2 separate regions of the Pan troglodytes genome follow, and region 1 is linked to region 2. A link is a contact called in public HiChIP or PLAC-seq data. All regions are on one chromosome and are shown on one strand. Each heading gives the region's core, a stretch centred on a gene start, on an enhancer-like site or on the middle of the called end of the contact. The rest is flanking DNA. Distances are from core to core; before and after follow the strand shown.

What was found. HiChIP or PLAC-seq counts read pairs in DNA pulled down with a chosen protein or histone mark.
Region 1: an H3K4me3 HiChIP or PLAC-seq map of stem cell-derived excitatory neurons shows a contact between it and region 2, with 2.1 times the contacts expected there. The contact joins the promoter of LINGO3 here to the promoter of SF3A2 in region 2. A contact is called at or near these places in 1 of 7 Hi-C or Micro-C datasets (stem cell-derived neural progenitor cells) and 1 of 1 datasets of contacts at active chromatin or transcription factors (stem cell-derived excitatory neurons).

What each region holds. Positions count from the first base shown.
Region 1 is chr20:4,610,181-4,612,880 of NHGRI_mPanTro3-v2.0_pri, reverse strand. LINGO3 (leucine rich repeat and Ig domain containing 3) reads left to right here and starts at 1,314. Exons shown (of 2, transcript XM_016934645.4): 1 at 1,314-1,392.
Region 2 is chr20:4,540,280-4,542,979 of NHGRI_mPanTro3-v2.0_pri, reverse strand. SF3A2 (splicing factor 3a subunit 2) reads right to left here and starts at 1,408. Exons shown (of 9, transcript XM_001150681.5): 1 at 1,181-1,408. PLEKHJ1 (pleckstrin homology domain containing J1) reads left to right here and starts at 1,730. Exons shown (of 6, transcript XM_009434317.4): 1 at 1,730-1,927; 2 at 2,092-2,159; 3 at 2,254-2,320. The coding sequence starts at 1,834.

The sequences.
Region 1 (2,700 bases), core at 65-2,564, 70 kb before region 2:
ACTTGGGAGACTGAGACAGGAGAATCGCCTGAACCCGGAAGGTGGAAGTTGCAGTGAGCCAAGATTGCACCACTGCACTCCAGAATGGGTGACGAGAGCAAAACTCCATTTCAAAAAAAGAAAAAAAAAAAAAAAAACCAAAAGACAAAAAAAAAAAAGGTAAAAAACTTTCCATGAGCACTCGCAGTGCACTTGGTGTGTGCGCTGCTGTGTGCTAGGCGGAAGGCACATTGGGGAACAAGCCCATTAGACAAACTGAGAGGCTCCAAGCTGCTCGATGGAGGGACAGAGAGAAAGGCTGTCCAAGCTGGGCACAGCAAAGATCAAAGGCCTGGGACTGGAGGGACTTGGCCTGTTTGAGGAAGGCTGAGGGGGTGGAGCCCGGGAAAGAGTGAGTGAGGACAGGCCAGGGGGAAGGAGGTGGTGCGGCAGACCAAACAGTGCAGGCGGCCGGGCGGTGGCTCACACCTGTCATCCCAGCACTTTGGGAGGCCGAGGTGGGTGGATCACCTGAGGTCCAGGAGTTTGAGACCAGCCTGGCCAACATGCTGAAAACCCGTCTCTACTAAAAATACAAAAATTAGCCGGGCGTGGTGGCGGGTGCCTGTAATCCCAGCTACTTGGGAGGCTGAGGCAGGAGAATCGCTTGAACCCAGGAGGCGGAGGTTGCAGTGAGCCAAGATGGCACCGCTGTACTCCAGCCTGGGCAACAGAGTAAGACTCCATCTCAAAAAAAAAAAAAAAAAGAAAGAAAGAAAGGACGAAAGAAAGAGAAATTCCAGCTTAGGTGGGGTGTAGACGGGACCCTCACGGCAATAGGGAATCATGGCAGGTTCTGGAGCCCAGTGGCTAAGCTTCCTCTGAGGGGCTTCCACTGAGGGCCACATAAGGAATGGGCCTGGGCTGGGCTGTGGCAGATGTCCAGGTGCAGATGGTGGCCGCCTGGACTAGGGGTGGGGGACGGGGGGCAGAGGAGGCGATGGTAGCTTCCAGAAGGTTCCACACGGAACAACCTGCTGCACTTGGGGTGCCCCTGCGTTTAGTGCACGGCCGTCTCCGCAGGCTCACCCAGGCCGTGGGGACAGGAGGTCCTCGGACACGAAGCGCCCGGGATGCGCACGGAGGGGTTCTGCACCCGCCCTCCCAGTGTCCCCGCACCTGCGCCCACGTGGCCTCTCACACCTGCGGCCCCAGCCGCCGCGCACGCGGCCCAGCGCATCCCCCGCGCGCCCCCGCCAGGCGCGCCAAGGAGACCGGCGGGCGGTTGCGCGCGGCAGCGGCGCGCACGGCGGAGCCCGGGAGGCGGCGGCGGCGGCGGCTGCGGCTGCTCGTGTCGGCTCCGGGCGGCCCCCGCGCCGCAGCCCGCGCCGTGTCCGCGGCGGAGCCGCCCAGGTGAGTGGCCGCGCCGGGGCCCGGCGTGGGGCGCGCCCGCAGGCCTGGGGACCCCTCACCTGCACCCTGCGCCCCAGCCGCCCAAAGCCCCCAACCCGCGACCCCATCCTCAGCCGGGGGAAATTGCCCCGCGCACCCCTCCCGGACTCATCGCTCCTTGCCAGGCCCCCGACGCTCCCCCTGGAAACTTTGGGGGCGAACTCCCCACCCTGGGGTCCCCCCGCCCCTCCCCTGGGGCGCCAAGGAGCGGGGAACCGGGTGGGCATCTCCCCGGGGCAGTGGGGACGCTGGGAGGATGCGCTCCTCTCCAGGAGGAGATGAAGGGGGCACTGGTTGGGTCTGGGGTGTGGGGAACGTCCGAATAGAGCCTGCAGCCCGCGCCTTCCTGCCCTGTCTCCCCCGAGCCGGGTCTGGTCCAGCCTGGGGGTGCGGAGCTGGAAGACGCAAAGGGTATCTGGGGTCCACACCGGAGCCTGCTCCATCGCTGGAGCTGACGGCCCGGCCTGGCGGGGAGGGACCTGGGGGCATAGGGCTGGGTCCCCCTGCTCTGGGGGCGTCTGAATAGCACCAGAAATGATGGGCCTGGGCACCCTGAGTGGGTGCCCCCACCTTCCGGGCCTCTGGGGCCTGGCCAGGGGAGGCCCTGAGTCCCATTCAACAAGTTTGGGGGAGCAGCACCTCGTGCCTTGGTCCGGGCACAAGAAAAGCCCCGGGTCCTTACGCTGGAGACCACCATGTAACTGGGTTTCTCAACGTGTGCTTGGGGCGCTAACGGTGCCGGTGTCCCGGCCCCCCCAGTTCTGAGGAGTCAGAACTTCTGAGGCGATCGGCCCCAGAAGCTGCATTTTAGCAAGCGGTCCCTGGCTAAACCATGGACGCAGCGAGGCTGCAGACACCCTTGCTCCGGCGGGGGTGGGGAGCGGGCGTCTGCTGTGCAGTGGTATTCGCAGAGGGACGATCTGGGGCTTGGCTGGGGGGAACCTTCAGGGACAACAGAGCTGTGAGAACCAGAGCAACCCAGGAGGGCTCCCTGGAAGTGGCGTGGAGAGGATGCAGAAGGTGTGAGGTGTGAGTGGCCAGGTGGAGGACGCAGGCTGGAAACAGGTTCAGGGAGGGTGGTGCTGGCTTTATCAGGAGGCTGGTGCGGGGTGGGCTGCCGCGGCATGGCCTTACCCTGGCTGTTCTCTGAGCTGAAGCAGCAGCCATCGTCGGAGACAGGATCTGAGTGGGAAGAACCCACGGGCTTCCCCTGTAGACCCAGCTCCTGTCCCCATCTCGATGATGTGGGGTGGCAGGAAGGGGGCAGCG
Region 2 (2,700 bases), core at 159-2,658:
TGCACTCACTCCAGCCTGGGTGACAGAGCAAGACCCTGTCTCAAAACAAACAAAAAACCGATGACGACCAGGGGAAATGAGCTTAAGAATTGAGGAAAAGTGGCCTCTGGGACCTGGGACTAGACCATTGAGAAGGAATTAGTTTTTTGTGGCAACACCGTTCTCTCCTTAACCTAGCAAACAACCTATTTTCCAGAGCTCCGCCTGGCTGTTTGGTGTTGTCCAAGGATACACAAGAACAACGGTCATAGCGGGGTGCACCTGCAAAATGGGGCTAGCTAACGTGTTCTGGTCGCCTTTGGCATGATGTTGAAGCCGTCACTCCCGTTTTAAGGGAACTGAGGCTCACAGGAGTTAAATCACAGAGCCCCAGTCAACTAACAGGTATAGATGAGCATGCAGAAGCGTTCTCCGCTACAAGGAAGGCGGCCGAAACCATTTCAGCCGCGATCCCGATTCGACCCCAACGAATCTTGGTTGTTTCTTTTTTATTTTGTGAAACAGGGTCTTGCTCTGTTGTCCAGGCTGGAGTGCAACGGCGCAATCACAACTCACTGCAGCCTCGACCTCCTGGACTCAAGCGATCTTCCCGCTTCAGCCTCCAGAGTAGCTGGGACTACAGGCGCGCGTCACCAACCACGCCCGGCTAATTTTTTTTTTTTTTTTTTTTTTGCAGTGATGGGGTCTCGCTATGTTGCCCAGGCTGGAGTGCAGAGGTGGGATCATGGCTCACTGCAGCCTCGACATTCCGAGCTCAAGCGATCCTCTCGAGTAGCTGGGCCTACAGGCACAACCACCACTCCTGGCTAATTTTTAAAAATTTTTTGTAGAGATGAGGGTCTCGGTGTGTTGTCCAGGCTGGTCTCGAACTCCTGGCCTCAAGCGATCCTCCCGCCAAGGCCTCCCTGAGCAGTGAGATTACAGGCGTGAGGCCCCGCGCGCGGCCTCCCAACAGGAGTTTGGAAATAGAGTTCCTAGCGGGCCCGACCCTCCAGGCCCGCCCAGCGCGGGGCCTCAGGATGCACAAGGCCGGACGCTCAAGGGAGGAGGGAGGGGAGCGACGCCGCCGCCCCCCCCTCGGCCAGCGGCCTGTCGCAAGCGCCTCTCTCCTACGTCCGCTGTCCCCCAGGGAACCCCCGGTCCGCGTCGGCCGCCGCCCTCAACCGCCTCTACTCCTCACCAGAGCCCACGGCCTCGTTATCTCCTCCTCGTTTCGCCACCTCCACGACTTCGTTCGGCGAACGGCGGGCAAAGAAAGCACTTCCGGGGCAAATGAGACGGGCCCTCTGGTGTGCGCATGCCTGGCCCGCCCAGCGGCGTGAGTCAGAGGGTCCCGAGGCGCGAAGGAAAAGGCTGGAGGGGGCGAGGCTGAAAGCGCGGCCTGGAAGGCAAACTGCGCGTGCGCACAACGCTCTCAACGAACGCTCGGTCCGCTGCGGCCGCGCAGGGCCAACTTTCGCGAGGGAGCGGCAGACACTCTCCGGGAGACGTTATCGCTCCCTCCGCCTGCGCCTGGCCGCTCTAGAAAGGGGTGCCAGCCATCGCTGGGGTGCCTTGATTCTGTTCCACCTTGGTCCGGTTTATTTCAGTTTAATGGTTATGTAACAACGGTCCGTCTCTCCTACCAACCGGTACCCCGCCCACGCCAGCAGCCACGGGTCGCCAGCGCCACGCAGCGGAGACGGGCGGCATGGCTGGCCCAAGGTGCGCAGGCGCACTAGCCCTGGGGGTGCTTCCGTGTCTGCGCCCTGAGACATTTTTGGCGCCGGCCCTAGCGAGAGCGGGGACGGCGGCCGGGAGGGCGCGGCCTGGGTTCCCGTTCCCCGCGGAGCCATGCGGTACAACGAGAAGGAGCTGCAGGCGCTGTCCCGGCAGCCGGCCGAGATGGCGGCCGAGCTGGGCATGAGGGGCCCCAAGAAGGGCAGCGGTGAGCGGGACCCGGGAGACCGAGACAGTGCCAGGGGCGGGAGGCCGGGGCCGGGGTCTGGGCGGGGGTGCCGGAGGCCGGAGTCCGGGTCGGGGCGCCGGGGACGGGAGGCCGGGGTCCGGGCGGGGGCTGCCTGCGCCCCTGAGTGCGCGCTGTGCCCGCAGTGCTGAAGCGGCGGCTGGTGAAGCTGGTGGTGAATTTCCTCTTCTACTTTCGGACAGACGAGGCCGAGGTAGGGGCGTCCCGGGCGCGCGGGCGGGTCGCAGGCTGGGCCCCTCGGAGGCCGGGTGCTCACTGCCCCGTCCCGGCGCCCGTGTCTCCTCCAGCCCGTCGGAGCCCTGCTGCTGGAGCGCTGCAGAGTCATCCGGGAAGAGCCCGGCACCTTCTCCATCAGTGAGTGGGGCTAGGGAAGCCAGCGGCGCCTCCCGCAGCCCGGGGCACCCGCAGCGCCGCACTTTCCCCTCCCCGGGCGCCCAAGGTCTCCTCTGTGTCCCCAGCCTGGCGCCACCCTCCTCAAACACAAGAGCGCATTGTCCACGGGCAGCTCAAGGTCAAGTTCTCCTGGCGGGCACCACCCTTCCCACCTGCCGAGTCCACTTAAGCTTGGGTCCCTCCCAGACTCTCCTCTTTCTTCCCTGTGGGCCCAGGCTGTACTTACAGGGCAGGTGGGCCAGCCCCACCCAAAGCGTTTCCCCAGCTGCCGCGAGTAGCGTGGGTCTAGCATTGTTATATGGCCCCGGGCTGGAAATCCCAGGTGGGGGTAGGAGGAGTGA